2 separate regions of the Mus musculus genome follow, and region 2 is linked to region 1. Evidence: chromatin contacts called from public promoter capture Hi-C data. All regions are on one chromosome and are shown on one strand. The core of a region is the stretch at or near the end of the contact, and the rest is flanking DNA. Distances in the headings are between cores, read along the strand shown.

Region 1 (5,462 bases), core at 1,306-3,805:
TTAAAAAAATCAAGTTTTAAAATCAAGCACTGGACAGGCGGGCAGTGGTGGTGCACGCTTTTAATCCCGGCACCTGGGAGGCAGAGACAGGCGGATTTCTGAGTTCAAAGCCAACCTGGTCTACAGAGATAGTTCTAGGATAGCCAGAGCTACACAGACAAACCCTGTTCTAAAAAGAAATTTTTTAAAAAAATCAGTTATAATTTAAGAAGTTGGAGGCTGGGGCACTTACACATTTTTTTTCCCTGCCACCAATGACTACCTCAAAGCATGGCTGCAAATGTCCTGAGACAGCAGAGTAGATGGACAGGGAGTTTTTATGATCTGTCTCAAAAGTTATGCGCACTTAGTGATGTCCCAATCTACCAACTGAAACTGGCACAAATCTCACCCAGGTTTGGGAGGGGCAGACATAGAGGAAGGATCCTAAGTTTACTTAGGAATGTGCAAAGAGAGGATCTTAGTTACGTAAGTGTGAGATGGAATGCATTTGGGCCAGCTGCTTTTAGAAATACAATCTGCCACTCCACTATCCAAAGTATAGGCTGCACAGACACAAAGACACGGACAGACAGACAGACAGACACACACACACACACACACACACACACACACACATACACACACCACACACACACACCAAGACAAAACAAAACAAAAAGCTGGGTGGTGGTGGCATACTACTTTAATTCCAGTATCCAGGAGGCAGAGGCAGGTGAATCTCTAAATTCAAGTCCAGCCTGATCCACAGAGCAAGTTCCAGGATAGCCAGGACTACCCTGAGGAACCCTGTCTTTAAAAACAAAATAAAAAACCTGTTGTATTATCTGTCGTTGCCAGTTTTAAAAAGCTGTAAAGGGGCAAGCATCCCTTCTCCAAACAGAAGTACAATTCCGTAGAGAATGAGGATGCTGTGTCTAAGAGGGTACCAAAGGGTTCATGTGGGTCTCTGTGTATGATGTGGTGATATTTCTCCCAGATGCAGAGAACATCTTCCTCCCACACAGAATGATGAAGGACAAGCACAAGAAGAAGATCTTAGCATCTTTCTGTCTCATAAAGAAAGGAAGGGAGGGAGGGAGGGAGGGAGGGAGGGAGGGAGGGAGGGAGGGAGGGGGAGAGAGAGAGAGAGAGAGAGAGAGAGAGAGAGAGAGAGAGAGAGAGAGAGAGAGAGACCTGTTTCTACCATCCCAGGACTTTAATTGCAAAACTCTGTTGTTGGGGGCACACTTTGTTTTCTCCAGGCTCCGGGCCCCAGGCTCTGGCCCCCAGGCTCCCGTGCGCACACAGATGCTTTTCGTGTCCCCTCTTCATCAGCAGCGTGGTGGCTGAAGGAGCACCTGGACTTGAGAAGGCTGGGTGCTCTCTGAATGACTTTAGTTGAAATGCTTCACTGTGCTTCAGTTTCCTTCCGTGAACAATGATGCTAATCACAAGGCTTGCAACATTTTGTAAACAGCGAATGTGCTGGTTCCTGGAGCTCCTTTACACTTGACAAGTGCTTTAAAATTGTTACTTGCACCAGGTCCAGATTTATTTGTGAACACCCCCAGGATATACCTACCAGGGACAGATCCTTATGACTGGGCTGTCTCTTCTTTCGTTGTTACAGACAGATACCAATAATACTGCTCTGGGTGTGCTCCTATTCTGCAAACAGACCAGGAAGAGGCTGGAAACCGATTGAGTAAGGAGAAGTAGAAAAATCAAGGTTCTCTGATTGGATATGAATTCTCTTTCCAAATCCCCATCTTTCCTGGGCCTTTCTCAGGCTAAAGCTCCTCACTCTGTGAAGATGTCTCCGAATGGAGAAGCAAGGAGTACTCAAAGCTTCATCTTCTCCTAATGGAGAATGGCTTGGGTTTTTACCTTTGTTAACTGGGCGACCTTGAGCAGTCCTCCATCCCCCACTGCCGCTATAAGTTAAAGGTCCCTATAGCTCTTTTATCGCTGGAGTTTAACATATGTCTACCTGCGGGGAGGGGGGCGTTTCCATAGCAACAGAAGTGCGGGATGTTAAGTCTCCCTTTCTAGTATCCAGAACCCAGCCTACATAGGGACCTCCTAAACCTGGGGAATATTTATGCTGAGGCAGAGCCCCCTGGGGCGATTCCTGGAATCACCAAGCTTGGATCAGGGTGCTACACATTGGCTAGCGAAAGATCCCGAAGGTAGAAAGAGTGGTTCTTGCTGCAGACGCGGTCCATGTCTGTCTGTCTGGGCATGTCTCAGGGGCTGGGAGTTATATCTCATCTCCTGACTCCGGGAAAACGCATGATCTGGCATGATGAGAGACTCTCTGGGGACTTTTGCTTTTTGTTTTCCTCGTTTTTTGAGACCAGAGAGCTCAAACCATTGGGGTACATGTTGACGGCTAGACTGCAGCCTCTGATGATAACTGTCCCTTTGCATAAGTCCTCTGCACCTCGGGGTAGAAACAGCTCCACCAGGGGGCAGTGCAAAGAAAAATTCGATATGGGGACCAGAGGAGATGTCCTAAGCCAAGCATCCTAACTAGGCTCCTGGCTGAGCAGCGCGACAACCCCAGCGGGTGGAGTCGCAGCGCTTTGATGTCGCGCGGCCACACGGTGGCGCTGCCGCACCGCCCTCCAGCAGACGACACAGGGCTAGGCATGCCCCAGGCAGGGACAGGCCAGGGGTACAGAGCAGGCACCTCAACTCTCCCCTTGATGGCCAGTCTTGGGACGCAGTGTCCACCTTTATGCCTTGCGACACATTCGTGACCCTGCCCTTGAGCCTCATGGAGGTCGGGAAGCTGAGGCTGAAAGGATTAGGAATCCTGGGGCTTAGCTTCAATGGCTAAACCTCTGACAAGGCCTTTTTCCTAAAAGGAAAAGAAGAGAGCTGTAAGAGAAAAGAGCCGTTAGGATTTATTCCCAGGGGTTCCTAGAAACTGCCACAGCCTGCGAGGTCAAAGTTAAACCATTTTGTACGGAGCATGAGAGAGAGAGAGTCGATGCTTGCTCCAGCAGCAGTGAGCAGAGCTGACGGCCAATGCCGGCTATCTGCAGCCAGGTCTGTGGACATCCCACCACAGAACCTTACTCCCAGTTGTCAGTCACCTAAGAAGAAGGAAAAGAAACCCCCAAATTCCTTCTTTCCATCCTTAGAAGTAGGAAAGTAGAAACACCTTTAACTTGGTTCTGATCTTGAAGACCAACAAGGGAAGTCAATGACTTTGGGGGTGACTGCAGCAAGACAGAAGAAGGAACACAGAGCCCTGAATCAGTGCCCCGGGCAGGTTCTCTTACCTAAAGATGGTGGTCTCAGCGAAATGAATGGTCGTTAAGTCACTGTGCTTGGAGGCACAGGGCTGTGATGGTATGCCATTACTGTAAATGAATTCAAGAGACGGATTGCTTTATCTTAAAAGCTCACAGTTTTCAAGGTTTCAAGTCTATAGCTGGTTGGTTCTGTGGTAAGACAAAATCATGGTGGGAGTACACAAAGTAGGAGGCCTGTTAACCTCATCGTGTCTGGGAAACAGGGCAGAAAGTATATTCCCAATGCCTTCTTCAAGGGCATGCCCCTAATAGCTTCACCAGGTCCCTACCTCTCAGTAGTGCAATGGGTGGGAACCAAGCCTTTAACACATGGGCCTTTGGCTGACACCAACAGTCCAACAGAGAGCAAGGGAGGTGATCAGCTATTTGGTCTGGTACCGCACCATAACTGATTGCAGAATTAACTAACTACAGCATCTGATCGGGTAATAAGATCCTTGGTTACGTAGGTATGATAGGCAGTGTCGACTGTCAACTTGATAGGCTGTAGAATCGCCCAGGAGACAGGCCCCCAAGAACACCTGCAAGGGATTATCTTTGATTAGGTTAACCAAGGGGAAGGCTTGCCCTAATAGTGGGCAGTACCACTCCTTGGCTTAGGCCCTGGTTGCATATAAAGGAGAAAGCTAGCTGAGCAGGATCGCCCACACTCCTCTGCTTCCTGCCTGCTGAGGCACTGTGACCAGCTTGCTCAAGCCCAGACTGTACCCTGGAACTGAGAGCCAAGACAGGCCCTTTCTCCATGAAGTTACTTTTGCCAAGATATTTTATTACAGCAATAGAAGTAGGAGAGTGGCTAACGCAGTAGGAGAAAGGAGGTTTCAGGTAGAAAAAGAACCCAAGTGCTAAACACAAGACAAGTCATGATACTCTGAGGATGCTTTCTGCAAAGCATAGATGTGTGTGTGTGTGTGTGTGTGTGTGTGTGCATACATACATATACATATATACATAAACACATATATGTGTGCATATGTACATGTATGTATATATACATGTATGTATATATATGTGTGTGTGTGCATGTATACATAGACATGCGCATATATACATATATAAGCACACACAGGCCATCTGCACACCATTAGCACCACCCTCTTTATCAAGAAAAATAAGCTTAAATAGTTCTTAGCACACTGTCTGAGGAGGGCTTAGAATGCAATTTTCAAAGCTCAAAATCTGTCATAAGTTTACTTTCTCTGAGTTGGACACCATTCAGAGCTAACACAGACACACATTCACACTCACACACACACACATTCACACACACAACTCTTCTGTCTACGCTGCAATGTCCTTAGGTAACTATGCACACTCTCTTACCATGGTAAGGTAACTATCTTACCATGTATTTCCTCAGAGAGTTGCTAGAGTCTGCCTGACCATTTGCACCCTCTCTTCCCGAGTCATGTCTTTATTACATCAAGGAGGTCAGGCTAAAACTTCATTCCCACTCACATCTCCAATAATCCCTTGAGGGGACTTCTTGTACCTTTGCCACCACTTTGTTCCATTCTGGGGCTGAGTTTACAGCCAAGTCCCTTCTGGGTTTGATCTCGCTCCATGGTGCTGCTGAATGCTTAAATCTTTGCTATCGAGCACCCATTTCCAGAAGTCCTTCACTCCAGGACACTGCCGCAGGCTGTGTCTCTCTTAGCTAGGCGCTCTCATCTCCTTGCTGACTTCTCTCAGCCCCTGGTTCTGCACATCCCATGGGTTCCCTTCAGCATCCTCATCTCACCTCACCTCCACCTGCTGTCTGGTCTTCCCCTCATCAAGCGGTCCCAGGTTGTTAACCAATGTGTGCACCCCTCCGCTCTCCCCTCGCTCTGTGCTTTGCTCCAAGGCAGTGGTTCTCAACCTGTGGGTCCCAACCAAACTGGGGGTAGGGAAAGGGGTCGAATGTCAGATGTCCTGTGATTTCAGATAATTTACGCTGTGATTCATAACAGTAGCATAATTACAGCTATGAAGTAGTAGTAAGCAGTTTTACGGTTGGGGTCACCACAACATGAGGAACTGGATTAAAGAGTGGCAGTGTTAGGAATGGCTGCTCCAGAGCTTTTTATGACTAACATAAACAAACACACAAATATACAGGGACGCACACAGAAAGTCTGTGTGTGTGTGTGTGTGTGTGTGTGTGTGTGTGTCTGG
Region 2 (5,462 bases), core at 1,630-4,129, 1.1 Mb after region 1:
TCTGACAGAGGTAAGCTAACAGCCCATCACCGAGGACTCACTGACATACCTCTGTGGTGAGCTTACTAAGACACTTTACTAACCCTCCATCTCCACTGAAAAGGCCTGCGTTCAGTTCCACCAAAGGCAGAGGGGCAAGCCAGCATGAATAAGCTTCTAAACTAGGTAACTTTATAAGTGGGTATCACATCCAAGTTCAATATCCATTTCTGTACCTTGTCCTAACAATGTAGCCCTGGCTTCTAGTCTGTTTAAGTGAACTCAGAGATGAGGGGCCACTCCTCCAGGGGTAAATCATTCAAACAGCATTTCCAAGGCTGATGGTAAAAATGAGTTAGCAATCACATTAATGAAGATATTTGTTCTCTTGAGAATAAGCCGTTCATTTTGATTAGGACTGCCATTTTCTGATTGCTGGAAGCTCGAACTCACTTGTACAAAAAGCACCAGCAAACACAGGTAAGAATGGCATTCAAGGTGTCGACGTTTTCCTGGGAGTTGATCTACCCCATGAAGCAGCCCAGGAACTGCGAAGATGTTTAAATCACAAGATTCCCAACCCTGTCATAAAAAATTATAATGCAAGTTCTAGAGTCAGAAGAAACTCTTTGAGTCTCTTTTGCTCATTCAAGGTGATTACACACTGGAGGCTAATCTGGGTCCCAGTGAGACCCTGTCACAAGAATATAAAAAACATCACTGCAAAATTATCAGATGAAGGTGTAATGGCATGGTTGGAAAGACGGGTCAGTGATTAAGCACACTGGTTGTTCTTCAAAGGACCAAGGTTTGATTTCCAGCATCTACATGGAGGCTCACAACCATCTTAACTCTAATCCCAGGGGATCTGATGCCCAACACGGACCCCCTTAATATCACTGAAATCAAAGATTGGACCCTCCTGATAGGACTTAATATTTGTGCAGCACTCCAAACAAGCTACCCTCAACAACAAAAAGTATATAGCTAGATCTTATCGGCTCTTTAAATCTAATTATCAGTTCCCAGGAAATAATGGGATGGATAAATAAAGGAGCAAGTTACAGGAAGATTTAGCGGGAAACATCTTCAGGATGGATAACCAGCTTCCTCAACAAATATATCACCTGAGAAAATACAAGAGCAGAGAAACTGTTTCATACTCAAGGGGACCTACGGGTACATGCAGAAAATGCAGTGTGCCTGGACATGGGAGCACTTGCCTTTAATCCCAACACTAGGAAGGCAGATCTCTGTGGGTTTCTGGCCAACTCTCTGTCTTAGTCAGGGTCTCTAGTCCTGCACAGACATGACCGAGAAGCAAGCTGGGAAGGAAAGGGTTTATTCAGCTTACACTTCCACACTGCTGTTCATCACCAAGGAAGTCAGGACTGGAACTCAAGCAGGTCAGGAAGCAGGAGCTGATGCAGAGGCCATGGAGGGATGTTTCTTACTGGCTTGCTCAGCTTGCTCTCTTATAGAACTCAAGACTACCAGCCCAGGGATGGCACCACCCACAATGGATCCTCCCACCCTTGATCACTAACTGAGAAAATGCCTTACAGCTGGATCTCATGGAGGCCTTTCCTCAAGGGAGGCTCCATTCTCTGTGATAACTCCAGCTTGTGTCAAGTTGACACACAAAACCAGCCAGTACACCCCCTCTCTCAGAGAGAGAGAGAGAGAGAAGACAGAGAGAAAAGGAAGACAGAGAGAAAGAAGAGAGAGAAAGGAGAGAGAGAGAGAATTCTGACTTCTTTTGGATCCCTATAAGCAAACCAACCGTAAAGAAAGCTGAACAGTAACTCATAGTTAAATAATATATAGTTAATTTTCTTAACTATATTTTGTTTTGGTTTGGTCTTTTTTGAGATTAGGGTCTCTCTATGTTGTGGCCCAGGCTGTCCAAGAATTCACTACGTAGATCAAGCTGAGCTTGAATTCAGAGATCCACCTGCCTCTGCCTCCCAAGTGCTGAAATTAATGGTGTATGCCACCACTGCCAGCCCTTCAACTTGACCGTACACTTTCAGTATTAGATGTATTTTCTGCATTTACCTGCCATGGTTAACTTCATTATAGCTGACACTTGTCTTAGCATTTAAAATACGCACCCAGTTCTCTAATCCCATGCTTCTCTTCCACAGCCCCTTGAAGGTCCCTGAATTCTTATCTATACAAATCATATCCTCTTGAAGACCATTCCAAAATTCTGAACGTTTCATTTTTATGGTTGACTGTGGCTCATCTATGACATTTGTAGCATACTACCTTATACTGATTTGTTGCTGTTGTTACTTAGTTTCGTTCATGCAACAGGTTGCATTATCAATCCTGACACACTTATTGAATACGTCTATATTTTGGGCCTGTGTTTCTAATAAGTGTGCTACAATGAATAGACAGTCTCGGAATTTGTTGACGGTTACAATTTAGTAAGGAAAAATCAGAATTACGCCAACCACAATTGCAAGTATTTTAAGAGGGTTTCTTTTGCAATGGAGTTGTATCATTGCAGCTTCTAGGAGAATGAAGTCCAAAAATACGGTAATGTTAGCGCCAGACATCATCGTAGGCTTAGTTTCCCCTCCGCTTACTTGACCACCGTAGCGCCTGAAAGAGCCTCTGGCCCTACACTTCAGACAAGACCCAGAAGGCTTTGCAGCGCCGCGGAGAACTCTGGGATACAGGTGGATAAACAAAGCAAAGAAAAAAGGCCATGACCCAGGCCCGAAAATCTGCCATTAATTTAATGGATGTCTTTTTCGACTCTTTTGGGGTGCTTACCTTTCCTGAATGCCCCATCACCGGAGGCCTCACTTACGTCCGCAAAAGCCGGGAACAGCGCCATGATCACAGGCCGCACTACCACTCCTGCCTCAGAAATGGCGCCGTCTGGAGAGCTCTGGTTGGAGGACGGTGACTCGCGAGGCACTCTGGGAAATGTAGTTCTTCCTGCACTCTTTAAGGCTTAACTCCTGGGCAAGGCGGTGCGGAGACCCAAAGGGTAGAGAGGGGAGGAGGGAAGAGGGTGAGATTGAGGAAGAACAGTTTCCTTGTAGTTAGTGCCCTCCGGCTTCACTGAACAATGGACAAGCAGGAACCGGAAGAGGAAGTTGGGAGGGGGGAAGGTGTGGAAACTGGAATTCAGCTCCTCTGGTAAAAGCACATTGCCTCCTTTAAACTGGATCAAAGTAATCAAATTCTGTAAGATTCATTTTCCTCCTCTGCAAGATTGTGTGTGTGAGTGTATGTATACGTACACATATACATGTACAAATTGCAATTGTTTCACCCATAAGAAGCATTTAAAAGGTGGCTTTAAACTGGGTGTGGGGGCAAACCCCTTTTAAGTCCCAACACTCAGTGGTAGAGGCAAGTGGATCTCTGTGAGTTCGACACCAGCTGGTCTACATAGTAATTTCCATGAGAGTCAGAACTGTATAGAGACGATGTCTCAAAAAAAGCCAATAAAAAGAAAGAAAAGAAATGAAAAATTAGCTTCTATGTGAGATGTGACAAGTTCCACGGCAAAATGTAAGTGATCCAAATATAAGTTGTCATTTTAAATACCCTAGGAATACAGAAGAGTACAAAGTCCCAATAAGATAAAGGTCTTTGACAATAAATGCATATACTTACCTATAAAGTATTTTTGAGATTCCCCTACCAAAAAAAAAAAAAAGGTTGGGTGCAGGAGCCAATGAAATGGCTTAAATAATAAAGGTACTACCAAGCAAGCATGGATACCTGAGTTTCATCCAGGCTCCACAAAGTTGTCTTCTGACCTCCAAGTGCACAGGGCACCACAATAAAATAAAGTTTAGAAAAAAAAAAAAGCTAAACCCAGAGATGTGACTAATCATCTAAACAAAGGAATGGATGGAAACCTATCCAAGCAGCTCCGTGTACCATGTAAACTGTGTGTACCATGTAAACTGTGTGTGTCCAAAATAAATGTCCAAGTTTTCAGGTCCCTAAAAGTACTTGGAAAAAGGAGGCCAGTAGAATCCACTTGTCTTCAACTGTAAATCTCAAGTTCCGCCAAACCTGACAGGAAGTTATCTCAGTTGATTAAATCAATATCTGCATCAGGGCACGATGATGCTCACCTTTAATCTCAGCACTCTGGAGTCAGAGGCACTGGCACTCACTCTGTGAGTTTGAGGCCAGTCTGATCAACAAAGCAAGTTTCAGGACAGCCAGGGCTACACTGAGAAATCCTGTCTGTCTTAGTTAGGGTTTTACTGCTTTGAACAGACACCATGACCAAAGCAAGTCTTATAAAAAACAACATTTAATTGGGGCTGGCTTACAGGTTTAGAGGTTCAGTCCATTATCATCAAGGTGAGAGCATGGCAGTATCCAGGCAGGCATGGCACAGGAGGAGCTGAGAGTTCTATGCCTTCATCCAAAGGCTGCTAGTGGAAGACTGACTTCCAGCAACTAGGGTGAGGATCTTATGCCCACACCCACAGTGACACACCCATTCCAACCAGGTCAAACCTATTCCAACAAGGCCACACCTTCAGATGGTGCCACTCCCTGGTCCAAGGATATACAAACTATCACACTGTCTCAAAACAAAACAGAAAACAAAACTAACTAAAATGGTTACAGTCTTTCCCCAATGTTTCATCTCTTTCTATTCCAGAAAAATAAGAATTAAATGTGAAAGGCTTCAAAAAAATTTTGAAAGCCATGATAATGTATTGATAACAAGGAATCTTGCTGTAGTGGATATTTGTGTATTTACAAACATGTAAGAGACTTTTCGTAAGCAATTCATAAGGACAACTTAATATATAATCAAGTTACTGATACAGATTTCTAAAGTTTTGTTTTCTGGGAGGATTTTTACTTTTTTAAAATTTGTGTGTGTGTACGTGTGTGTGTGTCATTATGCTTATGTGGCAGGAGCTGATGGCCACTGAGACATCTCACCTGCCCTGTCTTTTGGTTTTAGTTTTGTTTTTGTTTTGGTTTTTTTTTTTTTTTGTTTTGTTTTTAGATAGATCTCAGTATGTAGTACAGGCTCAGACTCTTTATCCTCTTGCCTTTCTCTCAATTAAAACAAAACTTCACTTTTAGTGTAACATACGAGTAAATTTTGCAAAGGTTTAGCAGACACAGACATTTGTATGGAGTGTGTAGCTTTCACCCTAACAAATGTTGAAAAAACAGATTCTCTATGTAGCCTAGGCTGTCCTGGAACTCTCTGTGTAGATCAGGCTGGCCTCAAACTCACAGAGATCTGCCAGTCTCTGCTTCGCAAGTGTTGAGATTAAAGATATGTACCATAATGCCCAGTACATTTTGAAAACGTACAGAATTAATTTTCAGTGTAGCTGCCGCAGAGGCTGGAAATCCTGCTTGGTCTCCAATGTTTCTATGTGATCCTTTCCTGAAAAGCTGTGCTGACCTTTGGTTTAAATGATCAACGTTCGAGTGGTAAAGGCCAGTGCTTAAGAATACTTGCTGCT

Evidence for each region. Promoter capture Hi-C pulls out the DNA fragments that hold promoters and counts their contacts.
Region 2: a promoter capture Hi-C map of hippocampal neurons shows a contact between it and region 1, with 3 times the contacts expected there. The contact joins the promoter of Nrde2 here to the enhancer-like site in region 1. A contact is called at or near these places in 5 of 39 promoter capture datasets (embryonic stem cells, hippocampal neurons, liver and 2 more), 1 of 15 datasets of contacts at CTCF or cohesin (large pre-B cells) and 2 of 115 datasets of contacts at active chromatin or transcription factors (astrocytes and large pre-B cells).

Annotation. Positions count from the first base shown.
Region 1 is chr12:99,081,811-99,087,272 of GRCm38.p6, forward strand. No RefSeq gene overlaps it. Among named protein-coding and RNA genes, the nearest start is that of Gm40554, 60 kb to the left of the region's middle. Within about 2 kb of position 2,556, at least 41 of the 459 cell types and tissues checked have an H3K27ac peak or open chromatin away from gene starts, as enhancers often do. A contact at or near this core is called in hippocampal neurons, where this site is marked.
Region 2 is chr12:100,156,774-100,162,235 of GRCm38.p6, forward strand. It overlaps Nrde2 (nrde-2 necessary for RNA interference, domain containing), which reads right to left and starts at 2,880. Exons shown (of 14, transcript NM_001290303.1): 1 at 2,767-2,880. The coding sequence starts at 2,830.